Regions from separate parts of the Mus musculus genome. Here region 1 is linked to region 2. The links are chromatin contacts, called in public Hi-C maps. All regions are on one chromosome and are shown on one strand. The core of a region is the stretch at or near the end of the contact, and the rest is flanking DNA. Distances in the headings are between cores, read along the strand shown.

What was found. A called contact is a pair of places that touch in the nucleus more often than the background predicts.
Region 1: a Hi-C map of muscle stem cells shows a contact between it and region 2, with 1.8 times the contacts expected there. The contact joins the promoter of Gfra1 here to the enhancer-like site in region 2. A contact is called at or near these places in 4 of 39 promoter capture datasets (the 3T3-L1 cell line, frontonasal cranial neural crest, liver and 1 more), 1 of 15 datasets of contacts at CTCF or cohesin (the NIH/3T3 cell line), 4 of 484 Hi-C or Micro-C datasets (the C2C12 cell line, LSK cells, the N1E-115 cell line and 1 more), 3 of 115 datasets of contacts at active chromatin or transcription factors (double positive thymocytes, embryonic stem cells and pancreatic cancer cells) and 2 of 9 other capture datasets (adipose tissue and liver).

What each region holds. Positions count from the first base shown.
Region 1 is chr19:58,450,758-58,457,423 of GRCm38.p6, reverse strand. Gfra1 (glial cell line derived neurotrophic factor family receptor alpha 1) reads left to right here and starts at 2,026. Exons shown (of 11, transcript NM_010279.3): 1 at 2,026-2,226; 2 at 2,830-3,115; 3 at 3,967-4,260; 4 at 5,372-5,455. The coding sequence starts at 3,076. Gm41876 (a long non-coding RNA gene) reads right to left here and starts at 1,275. Exons shown (of 3, transcript XR_877966.1): 1 at 1,213-1,275.
Region 2 is chr19:58,412,267-58,418,612 of GRCm38.p6, reverse strand. All of the region lies in intron 4 of Gfra1 (glial cell line derived neurotrophic factor family receptor alpha 1), which reads left to right. Among named protein-coding and RNA genes, the nearest start is that of Gfra1, 40 kb to the left of the region's middle. Within about 2 kb of position 3,657, at least 12 of the 459 cell types and tissues checked have an H3K27ac peak or open chromatin away from gene starts, as enhancers often do. A contact at or near this core is called in muscle stem cells, where this site is marked.

The DNA.
Region 1 (6,666 bases), core at 777-3,276, 40 kb before region 2:
TTCCTTTTCTGTTAAAAGTAGATTTTAACTAACTCCCTAGGATTAAGTAGAATAACCAAGTGTTTTCCCAACAAAAAAATATTTGGAATAGACTTAGCTAGTGTCTTAAATGAAACTTAACTATTCTTCAACCACCCAAAGTGGTCCCCAAAGAAAAGCACTGAATTGACAGAGAAAAATATTCCCACTCACTTATGAAATAGGACAACGGAGGGGGGTTTTATGTTTTCAGCATCAATGGGAGTCTTCAGCTAAGTCTTCTCATTAACATCCACTTCCTGGAGATTTTTGCCTTGGTGTGAAAATATGGAAATCTGCTTCTGTACGCAGAGACACTGATTGGAAGACTCAATTCCATCTCCCACAGTAGTTCCACCCTGTAGACTTCTGACTATCGCTAGAGAAAGAACTTAAGTAGCCCTTGGATCGAACCATCTGTCGCAAAAAAAATGTGACATATGCTTTCTTTGTTTACTCAACGACGGAGTGTAAACTGATACACTGAACTGGAAATCTGTGTAAGTCTGGTGTGATTGAATGTGACACCGGGGGAGGGGTTCCTGGCGAAGGCTTCAGACACTTCATACCTGCCCCTGAGGAACACGTGCAAGGCAAAGGAGGAGCTAGCACTGGCGGGATGTCCCCTGGGTTCAGGTTGCTCACAGAGGCACAGACTCTTTGAGGACTCCAAACAATGCTACAGCCGCCACAGCTGAAGGGCACGCCTGGCTGATGTGTACTTGAATGGAGGGCTACCCATCCCTCCTCCTCTTCTCCCGGCCCTTACGCCTTAAACTAAAGCCTTTGCCCTTTTCAATTAACACTCTGGATCAAAAAAAGAGCGTCTCTTTTTTTGTTCTCCTTGGCGGCCCATTGTCTGTGGTGATGGGTTTGCAGATTTGACAGCTGGGCTCATAGATTCGATTCAAACTCTGTTTTCCTGAGAGATGATGAACTTGGACATAGAAAAGATCTCTGACACAAGCCCCAAGCAGCGAGCTGGTCGGTCAAACACTACTACGGACATACTCTAGACAGATCTCTGGACCCCTAAAGGACAGCGGGTGTCACGGAGAGCGGGGTTCAGCAGCATCGCTGGAGCGATCCTTGAAGTTGGGGTGAAGGGCTGTGGATGTGTTCTGTTTATAAAATGTTTTTGAAAAAAAATTTACTCTTGAAACAGTAAAGATGGAAATCATCTTATAAAATTACCTAAAGCTGGGTCTGATCAGACTTCAGTGCAGTGGGCTGGGGTGGACTTTGCTTTGTCTCGCTGTCATACCAGGAGGAGAGAGGTGCATGAGCTCGCACAAGCATTTTATCAATGGGTGGGTGCATCCCGGATCGCCGCTCAGGGCTTAGGTCTGAGTGAGTCTGAATCTTGCCAAGTCTTGAGTCACAGCCGCGAATGACGTGGAGAAAAAAAAACAACTTTGTGTTCAAAAGGGTCTGGATGGGTTGCTGTGTTGCACTAAAGAAAGAGCCCTTGTGCACTGAAGGGGGTGGGGGTGCGCAGTCTCCGCGACGGCGGCGGCGTAGCGCTGCGGGTCCTGAGCCTGCTTGCCTGTTGGCCTTGGGTCCCACCGCCAGCCAGCCTGTAAGTCTGCTGTGGCGGACGGAGGAACTGCGCTTCACAGAAGAGCCGGCCCTGCGCTGCCCGGAGGCAGGAGCAGAAGCAGCCTGAGGGGCCTTTAGCCAAAACCAATCTGGGCATGCTATCCTCCCACCGCTTCCAATAACCGCTGACATCCCTACCGGGCATCGAGCCGGGGCGGGGAGGTCTGCTCGGAAATCGTCCTGGCCAACTCTGTCCTCCGAGCTGTAGCAGATTGTGGCATCGTTTTTTTACCTAGCACAGAGAAAGTGAGGCCGGAAAGAGAAAGAGGAGGCGGGGACACCCCAAAGAATAAATAAACAAACACTGGCTACTCGCTGCAGCTGGACACCGGTCAATTGGGTTCAGGTTCGTGGCATTTAGAGTTTTCTCATTCCACTTGAGAACCCATCGCCACCTCCCCTCCAGCCATCCCTTTCCATTTTGCTGGCGTCCTCCAACTTTGGGGCCAGGGGGGCGCTAGTGGTGCGGGGCTGCACCTGCTGGGGTGTGCAGATGCTGTGGACTAGCTCGCTCTCACGGGGCAGTGGTGTGGATGCACAGGAGTTCGGGCGCTAGGCAAGTGCGTGTGAAGCACTGAAGTCTAGGAAGGAGCCCAGGATGAGCGGCAGGTAGGAGTAGGGGCGGAGAAGCCAGGTTTCAGTACCAGGCGGGATGCGGGATGTCAGTTTCCTCTTGCCGGACTGCCTGGGAAGAGAGGCTCGTCCAGGGGAGGGGATGACGGTGACTGGGGTAGCGATCGGTGGCCGGGGACAGAAGAGCTAGAACGCTAGTGATCGAGCCAGCAAGTGAGTGGTCGGGCGAGAGCCAGGGAGGGCGGCCAACTTCCCGGAGCCGGAGCAGGGTCTTGGTCCAGCGGGGTTGGCTAAGAAGCCTTCGCCACCGAGGCTCCGACTCCGGGCAGCGCCAGCTAGCTTCCGGCGCTTGCTCTGAAAGTAATGGTTATTTATTTGCTTGCGTTCAGCCTCTTGGGTTGTGCGCGATATCCTCCAGCTTTGAACGTTGGGAGCCCTAGCGGACCTTACCAGCTCCAGAACCCGGGTTCCGGAGCTTCCTCGTGCCCGTAATAGATGAATTCGCACCTCCTGCTCTCGGACCCGAGTGGGGGTAGCGTTGAGAAGTCCCCCGAGGCGGGAGCGGGGGAGGGGAGAGGGGCGGGAGCTGGAGGCTTCAGCACTCTGGGCTCTCATTTCAAAGCGCGCTCTTCCTTCCAGGTTGGGTCGGAACTGAACCCCTAAAAGCGGGTCCGCCTCCCGCCCTCGCGCCCGCTCGGAGCTGAGTCCCTGGCGGCGGTGGGCGGCAGAGCAACGGGGAGTCTGCTCTCACCCTGGATGGAGCTTAACTTTGAGTGGCCAGAGGAGCGCAGTCGCCCGGGGATCTCTGCACGCTGAGCTCTCTCCGCGAGATCCGGTGGCGGCTTTGGATTTTGGGGGGGCGGGGACCAGCTGCGCGGCGGCACCATGTTCCTAGCCACTCTGTACTTCGTGCTGCCACTCCTGGGTAAGTCGAGACCGCTGCTGGCTTTCTCATCCAGAGTCTTTCATTGGGGGGTCCCTTGCGGCAGCCACTCCAGAATTGCGGGTGGGTGCCTTGAGTGTGGGTGGAAGAAGTTTCGCTAGGGGGTGAAGAGGTTCAAGAATCTCTGGGATTGGGAAGCAGTGCTGGCGCGTCTTTGAGCGGTTGATTTTATTTTGCCGTGTTTAAAGGGGGTGAGAAACAAAACAAAACAAAAACTAATAACCCAGCCTGGTGGAAAATTGAGGGGTCGTAGGCTTCCATCCCAGGGCGTTACTCCCCTTTGGAAGTCGGAGCTCCCTGAGACGCTCCGGCAGGTGGAGTGTGGTCAAATACCGCTGGGGTCGGAAGAGAGCAAACTTGGAATGGAAAACTTTTAAGGGAAAAACGTCTCTGCGCACCCGCGGGGCAGACTGTGGCACTCGTCTGCCTTTCGTTCAGAGCGCTAAGGGTGCCAAGCACCCAGCCTCGCTGTTCAGCTCAGTGCCCTTTTGCCCGCTGCTGGCCAGGAGACACTGCAGCCTCGGGTGCCTGGGGAGGCGGGGCAGCCAGCGGGTCAGGAGTGCTTGCTTCTGCTTTGGGACGCTGGGGCTGCGCGGGATCCCCGGCAAATCCCGCTAAGGCAGCCAGTGGAACCTTCCTTGTTGAGCCGGGGAGGGGCGTGATGGCAGTATTCCCGGGGTGAGAAAATTCCAGAAGAGGGGTGGACCAGCTTCCTACCTAATCTGCCCCTTCAGAATGATGGTGGAGGTCTATCATGCCCTGCCCTCCCGGGACCTGGAATCAGGGTACCCACTAGTCTGCTGCGTTCAAACGTTCTTCTGTTCACCCTGTAGATTTGCTGATGTCGGCCGAGGTGAGTGGTGGGGACCGCCTGGACTGTGTGAAAGCCAGTGATCAGTGCCTGAAGGAACAGAGCTGCAGCACCAAGTACCGCACACTGAGGCAGTGCGTGGCGGGCAAGGAAACCAACTTCAGCCTGACATCCGGCCTCGAGGCCAAGGATGAGTGCCGCAGCGCTATGGAGGCCTTGAAGCAGAAGTCTCTCTACAACTGCCGCTGCAAGCGGGGCATGAAGAAAGAGAAGAATTGTCTGCGTATCTACTGGAGCATGTACCAGAGCCTGCAGGGTATGCACTACTGCCCCCACCAGCGTGCCGGGCTTCCTCTCAGAAGGCCAGAGGCAACCTCAGTCCAGTCCGGTACTGGGGCTAAGCTGGCTGATCTCATCCTCTGCTCACTTCTCCCAGCTGCGGAATGAGGACCTTTCATTGGCCTCTAGGGACAGAGGCAGCTGGTGTTTTCTGCTGCAGCTGAGCAGTATTGTTGGAGCTGGTTGTTGGAAAATCCATGAGGGGGTGGGGGCACCCCTGGGACCCCACTGACCTTCCTGAAACCTAGTTAGAACATCAGAGTGGGGACTCCTTAGAACCCACCTTTCAGCCGCCCACCCGAGGCTTTCACTGCGTGTAGAGAGTAGTAGTCCCACTGGCGTGTCCTCTTTTCTTTTCTTATGACATGGGATGAAGAAGTATTACAGAGCCAGTGAACTCTGCTCTCTATTCATCCCCCCACCACACCAGTTCAAAGATACATGGGTGGAAAACCATTTGTCATTTTAGATTAGCTGGGTTTTGAACCAGCTGCTGAGGTTCAACCACAGTTATGCACATGAGTAGCAGTCACAACTGCCCATTCCAGTGGGATTTAAGGGGAGTCTGCAAGTGGACCTCCGAAGTGTCCCATACATTCATTCTTCACTGAGACTCACTAACATTTATAATACAGAAGCTTGGACTATCAGCTGCCGCTTCTAAAAAATCTTAGGAATAGCCAGAATTCTGCTTGCAGGCCACATGCTTTGGTTTGGGGAGCTAACAGAACTAGGGCCGCTCCTGGGTCACCTTTCTTCCATTGGTTCCTGGAGACAAGCAAAGTGTGTGACGTCACTGGCTGTTTCCTCTCAGATTTCAGTTCCTTTGCAAAGAGTGGGAGAGTTTTCTGGCAAGCTCGGGGTGCTTCTCCAATATTTTACAAGGTGCTCTGGGAAGAGCGAGGACGACAAAGGCAGAGGAATGAGAAGGAAATATATCCCTAAGCTCTCATGTGAAATCTTTGAGGATTTCAGCATCTCCTTGGTACACAGTTATAACACAATTAGGGGTTCCGGATGGGCAGTGAAACCCTGTTTGAAATATGCCTGTTTTCCAGAGCTGAGCCCAATCTTCCTGTCATTTCTAGGAAATGACCTACTGGAAGATTCCCCATATGAGCCGGTTAACAGCAGGCTGTCAGATATATTCCGGGCAGTCCCGTTCATATCAGGTAAGCTGATTTATACTTCCACTACGGTTCCTTTATCGGCCCGATTCTGCTGGCTTGCCCTTTGGCGAGCTTCCTCATACTGTACAGGTTGAGGGAGGTTTCTGGGAAATCGGAAGTGAGGTGTTGATAGTGAAGAAGTGGACCATGTAGCCATGGATGTCTGAGTGGAGAGTAGTTCTCAATGAAGTAATGTGCTGTGGTGGTTTGGAAGTGCCTGGAGGGAGGTGACTGCATTGACTTAAAAAAAAAAAAACAATGAAATATGATTGGCTAGCTCTAGGCAAAGGGAACAATGCTGTCTGTAGGTGGCAATCATATTCCTGTGGCTGAACCTTACACAGTGTCTCAGTGGAGTGGAATCTGCTGTCAGGATGCCACTGTCCTCAAGGAGCAGAGGAGATAACCTTAATCTGTAGAGGGATTGTGGGTAGACCAACTTGTCGTGGATTTAACAGCTGACATTGATTTGAAACGTAGCACCAGCTCACGTTTGTTCTTGCTCCGATTTGTCCCGAGCAAGTGTGAGCTCATTTGAGAGGAAACAGTCCTGAACCAGTGGCCCTGCGACATGGAGTCTTGCCCTCAGCTTGTTTGGGCTTTTCTTCCATTTCTGCATTCAGTTTGGAAATGAACAGAAGTTTTAAGCATTAAGTTATTTTCTCATAGCTTTTGCACTAGACAGCCCGCATGTAAGAGGCAAGGCGGTGATTTCTCTTAATGAAATACAGATTCCAGACTGATGCTGTCTTTACTTATTTACAGTTAAGACATTTTCTCAAGTGCACCTCACCCCCACAAACTGCACATGTCTTGGTGGTTAAACACAATGGTAGTGTTGGATTTGGTTCTGAAGAGATGATGGTATGCTGATGAGAGGGTTCTGGTATTTTACATGCCTTAGGCTTTTATGCAGAAATGCACAGGAGCGAGGGAGCATTGCACATTCTGATAGTCTATGAATGTGTTGGATATGCCCTCATTGGCCAGATATCCATCGGACACCTACTGTGTTCTCACTGTCGTGGTTTTGGCTGCCAGCCAGCTATAATCCTGGTCCTCATGAATCTTAGAGGCAGCTGCTGACATTTACTGAGTCCTTAGTCTATGCCAGGCATTGTGTCGGGAGTTCTTAGCACTGTCTCACACTCTGTATGGAGGGGGCAGATTGAGGCCTGGGGATGATGGGAAACTAGCTTGTGATCACAGGGGTC
Region 2 (6,346 bases), core at 2,408-4,907:
GTATCTTCTTACGTTTTAGTCATATGCTGCCTTTTATAAAGCTAACCTAGTTTTATTAACCTCCTTGTGCGGGGATAACCTCACTCTTAAACTCCTGTCCCAATGCCTGGATCTAAAGGCCCGCAGAAGCTCTCTAGGGAGGTTGTTACTGTTGTAGTGTTGAAACAATGTTGATTATCCTAGGTTCAGGGTTTCCTGTTTAGGGAGAAGACAGAAAATAACAAGTTGTACCCAGTGTGCCGGAGGGAAGAGGGCTAAAGGTGAGTGAGGAGTCAGGCAAGATTCTTGTTTAGTTTTGAGGGAGGGTACAGGACAGGGGCCCCCAAAGGACATTGGGAATTAGGTTTTTACCGTAAACTTTAATGAATGTGAACTTCCCATCCTCCCTCACAGGGGGCTCTTCGGTTGCCTGCTTTTAAAAATCATTTTTGCTTCATCTTCTTTGTTTCATTATCACCTGTATCCTGGAAGGCTGTGACCTCTTCTCTTCTCTTCTCTTCTCTTCTCTTCTCTTCTCTTCTCTTCTCTTCTCTTCTCTCTCTCTCTTTAATGGTTTTTAGAGACAGGGTTTCTCTGTATAGCCCTGGCTGTCCTGGAACTCACTTTGTAGACCAGGCTGGCCTCGAACTCAGAAATCTACCTGCCTCTGCCTCCCGAGTGCTGGGATTAAAGGCGTATGCCACCACGCCTGGCGTGACCTTTCTTCTCATTAATTTCATTCTGTCGCAGTCACCTGTATATATACAAGATGTTCCTCCCCTTGTACATGAGAGGGGCCAGGGTGAGAAAACTAGTCAAAGAGAGTGCCTGTTCCCTGTTCTGTGGTTCTTGACAAATATTTTGACTCCAGGGACGTGAGGAAGTGGCTCCACTTGCACAGACTTGGTCCACTGGAAGGGAAAGGTGGCCCTTCCAGTTGTGAGCACGGACCGGCCCCTGGCATGCACCTTAGGCCTCGGTGGTTGGGGGCACCCACACTCATAGCCAAGACACGGACTCCTGACAAAAACTTGGACACTGCTCTGTGCCAGAGATAGGCTAATTCTTGGCCTGCTCGAGTTGTCTTAACAGTATTGTAAACTGGGGTGTGTGGTTTCAAAGAAAGAAATGTGTTTCTGGGTTCTAAAGGCTTGAGATGGCCGAGGCCAAGATGCTGGAAGAACATCTTTCCCTTGATTTTACGTGGCTGCCATCTTGTGGGATGCTCATGTGATATCCTCTTTGTGTAAGATGAAGGAATGGAGAGAAAAATCTGTCTGCTTTAGTTAATAGGGGTGTTGCTAATCACATGATAAGAGGGCCCTCCTTCATGACCTTATCCAAACCTAGCTACCCCCAAAGGCTTAGCCTCTGAATGCCATCACATTGGAAGCCATGGCTTCCGTGAGTGACTTTGATGGGGAAACACTATACAGTAGAGTTCCTAGCAGGTTGGAGAGATGGTTGTCACATTGTGGGTAAGGACAGTTGATGAGGCTGGTACTGCTGACATACCTTCTCCTGATGGTAGGAGGTGTTGTTGGTGTGGTTTGAGTTCAGGGGTGCAAGATTTCAACTATGTACTCAGGTTGTCGATCAAATATTGCCAAGATCATTTGACTCACTGTTATAGAAAGAATGAACACTCTTAAGATTTATTTCTTCTGTAGAAAAACTGACAGTTCAGGAAAAGTTATTTAACAGCGTGGAGATCCTCAGGCTGTTTGGAGGCAAGTTGCAGTGACCATTGTAATAACATATATTTCCTCTTTGATTTGGCTGACCAGCCATGGTGTATCATTCTGTTATTGCTTGCTGTGATCTGGTGTCAAAGTATTGAATTTCCTATCTCTCCCTCCAGTTTGTGGTGTAGGCTCTTGCTCTACCCCTGGGATCAAGGCAGAGGGCACTAGGAATACAATTTTGTATGTGCGTATATATATGTATATATAATGGTTAGAATGAGAGTGTACCCCATGGCTCAGATATTTGAACATCTAGTCACTAGTTGGTGACGTGTTTGGGAAGGTTTAGGATTGTGGCTTTGCTGGAGGGAGTGTGACACCAGGACAGGCTTGGGGTGTTTCCACACTGGTCTCGCCCCATGTCTAGTGTGTTCTTGCTGCTTTTGAATTTGAAGATGTCATGTCTGTTGTGTGGCACCATGCTTCCCTTCTGTGGAACCATGAGCCCAATTAAGCTCTTTCTTCTCTAAGTTGTCCTGGTCATGGTGGTTTATCAAAACAGAAAAGTAATTAATAGTGTGTGTAATATAATTTATATTGCGATTTTTACAGTAGCAGGGTTCTGAAGAGGCTGCATGCATTGCCTGGAACTGACAAGCATCCTGAGGATGTGATGGAGTTAGCAGGTATTACATGACAAACTTTTCCTGGGGACACACAACACACATCTACGCACCCTAGATAGGGATCCCACAACAGACAAAAGTGTGAAAACCACCAATGTCCAACTTGGTGAACCATTAATTTTATTGGAGATACAGGACTCACAGACAGATGCATCACCAAGAACCATTCCAGCATGGGCGACAGCTCAGAAATCTGGGAACCTGGAGCACGCTGCACAGCCTGCGGGCAGCTCAGTTGGTCGAGAGCAGCCTTTCCCCAGAGTCAGGTGTTCAGCCTTTCCAGAAGGCAATTGCTCTAAACCTCATCCAGGCAGGTCAGTTAGTTTCTGCTTCTTCCAGACAGCTGGTCTAGTCTCAAGAGTCTTTGCAGCTTTCTTTACTTACTCTGGCAGGGAAGGGCCTATTAAATCTAGTCAGTTTCAGGGACTTCCTGAAGCTATTTTGAGTTGTTTATAAGGAGCTACCTGAAGGATGGATATTTCTTCTTTCTTTCTCTCTCTTTCCCTTCCTTCCTCTCTCTCTCTCTCTCTCTCTCTCTCTCTCTCTCTCTCTCTTTTCTCTTTCCTTCTCAACTGAGTTAAAAAATGGGCCTCTTTTTACTGAGGGTCTTCTCCAAGCACCATTGATTTTATATACAGAGACCTCCTGTTCCAGGTAAGACACACTTGTTATACTTTAGGATAGCAGGTTCTGGTGCCCACTGGGAGCCCATCTCTTCATGTTAGTGGGCCTCTGAGAAGCTGTCTAGATAAGCTTAGGTTTCATCTGAACCAACAAGACCAGGTTGGGTTCCCACAGATGAAATCTCTTTCCTGAAGGAAACACAGCGGCAAGCTGGCTGTCAACACTTTCCTGGAGAAGTGAGGAGAAAAAACTCCAGCTGGATTGATCATCTGTGTTCCAGCTTAGCACAGGTGTCTGTGTCAATCATCGTGGGGAAAGGAGTCTGCCTTCTTCCCAGAAGGGGTAACAAAAGATACTCTTCCATCCAAGAGCCAGGGAAAGAGACAACGAAGCCACATACCCAGCCACATAGTCAGGGGACTGTTGTTTTTTTGGCTTCCACGGGAAGGGATGCCAGTTTTGGTGAATGTCTGATTCTTCCTCAAAGCCACACGTGTGTGCTGTGGTCTAAGGAGAAGACCCTTCACCTCTGTTCTTTTTTTTTTTCTTTTTTTTTGTATTATTGGTACTTCATACATAATTTATGTTGGGGAAAATTGAGAAACCAAAACCAAGTGTGTGTATTAAAAGAAACAAGGCAGTGGGTTGAGACTGCTCTGGTTTGAGAGAGGAAGCTGACTGGGCAGAACAGATGCCCTGGAAGAGGGTGGTGTTGGCAGATAGAGAGCAAGCAGTGAATGACAGCTGTGGATGAGTTGGTAACAGGTAGTAAAGGGGATGGAGGCTTTGCCTCTGGAGAGCTCCTGGTCTAAACATGTGTATATCCCAGGACAGAACAGTGATCTGGGGGCACTTACAGCAAGAGCCCCAATGTCTGGGTGGGACCTGGCCTAGTTGGTACAGTGTTTGCCTGTAGTGTCCGCATGGAGGAAGTATATTAACTGTTCTGATCTAAGCTATTCTGAGCTAGTCTTGGGGAAACCTTAGGCAGGGAATTTTTCCATTTTAAGGGGCTGCCACTCCTCCATGCTGGATAGGGAACATGGCTACATCAGTAGAGTGTGTGCCACACTTACTGAGGTGTGAGGACTTGAGTTCAGATCCTTGGCACTACTATAGAAGTTGGACACAACAGCCTGTGTCTATAATCCTAACCCTGGGACAGGGGCTGCAGACACGGGACACACACACACACACACACACACACACACACTGTGTTTTATAATAGGAAAGATCTGATCTGAAGGTGGCTAGAGTCTTGATTCAGACATTAACTTAGAATAACTTAGTCTTGATGGACAGTGGTGGTACCACATGCCTTAACTCTCAGCACTTGGGAGGCAGAGGCAGGCGGATCTCTTGGAGTTTGAGGACAGCCTGGTCTATAGAACAAGTTCTAGGACATCCAGGGCTACACAGAGAAACCCTGTCTCAAAAAATCAAACCAGCCAACCAAACAAAAATTATCTTTGGCCTGAACTAACAAAGTTTACTTAATTAAAGGTCAAAGATGCTAGTTGGATCCCTTGAAGGGGCTTCCAACAGTGATGGCATGGGGTTTGTGGGAGCTGGGGCCAACGCTGAGGTGGGACCCTGGGAAGATCTGAGGTTTTGAAGCCCTGGCCTCACAGAGTCCTCTTGATCCCTTTTAACACCTTTGAGGAAGGTTAATGATTAAAATATGTTCAACTTGAGGAAATTTCAGAACAAATTGTCCAAGTAATATGCAGTTCCCCCTTTCTTCCTACCTATGCTGAATGTGCTGTTTAATTACCCTGTAATAGATTATTGTTGCGGAGAATATATATATGTGTGTGTGTGTGTGTGTGTGTGTGTGTGTGAGTGTAGACAAGTCCTTTATCATCATTAAACACTGGATTGTTTTGGTGTTTTTTCCTTAGTTTTCCTTTTTCTTTTTTTTTAAATTTAGAATCACTTAAGTATCTCCGAAGGTTTGAAAAAACTGTCAGAGAACTTAAGTTTTATTTGGGCTTTGAAAACTTCAACACAATGCCTTGATATTTACAATAAATGGATCCATCCAAATGGGGTGGGTTTAAAGCAGTAAAGTTCTCATCTCCCTAAATCACCCAGCGGCCATTTAAGACAAGTTCTTGGAGGTCTGCCAGCTCCTCACTCCACAGGCACTCTCTCGAGGAGAGGGGGTGGAGTCACCGGCACGTTTTGCTCACATTATTTCTGAACATCGTGGAGTATGTTTAATTTTTAACTTGTTTATTTTAGTACAATCTGGAGTCTAGCCACTCTGGTTGGGACCGTTTGACCTCAAGGGGGGAATCTTCCTCTTTACCGGAAACTCTCACAAGTAGTAACGGTCAAGATCTTTGCTAGAAAGAAGAGAGAATCAGTCTGGAAGGAGATCAGCCTCTCCTCTCCTCTCCTCTCCTCTCCTCTCCTCTCCTCTCCTCTCCTCTCCTCTCCTCTCCTCTCCTCTCCTCTCCTCTCCTCTCCTCTCCCCTCCCCTCCCCCGTCCCCTCCCCTCCCTTCCCCTCCCCTCCTTCCATCTTCTTTGGCCCCTCCACTTGAGGCTGCCAGTTTGATCCCAGTGATAACATCTCTCTTCTACTGTGGTCAAGCTCATTTTTGTGAGGAAAACTTTGTACTCAGCCCTGTTGGCAGAGGAAGTGTAGTTGATTCACAGCCCTACGGTAGAATTAGTTTTCAGTAAGCCTGTGTGCAGAGGTCTTGATTTAGATGTGGAACTTTTAAGTAATGGCTGTCACAGGGCATTAGCTTTTATACTGTAGTTAGAATTTAAATCTATGGGTACATTACGACAGATTATTTTTCTTCACTAAGCAGGTGAGTTGGGAAAGGGCTGGCTGATGTTTTCAGGTAAGAGGAAAGAGAAAGGAAAGGGTTTAGAGTGTGGGAAAGGAGAAAGAGGGTGCTCATCAGAAGCCGGAGAGGAAAGCACCATGGGATTGTGGTTGTGAGAGCTCCACCCTGCATTTACCTAACACTTACATTAATAAGATGCTTTCTATCAAATCAATTATACAATCTGAATCCACAGTGAGTCCAAATCATTGGAGGAAGACGTATCTCCATGCCTTAGATGATGTGACGCTGTAGTGAATTTATGACTGAGAGGTAAGATGTTGTAACAAGGCCGTGGCTTGGCTCACAACATTTTACTATTTACAATCTAAGGTGTGAAGATGCCGAGCTCACAGAGTTTGACTTAATTCATGTCACAAAACAAATGAGAATTCTGGGACTTGAAATGTAGGCTGACAGACCTTGCTGGCTCTTCAGCAGAATCAGGAGGACACAGGCTGGGCTTGGTGGGTACCTTCCCAAGGGTCCACCTGCCCTTGTCTGGGCTCATTCTTGATTTAAAAATCAGAT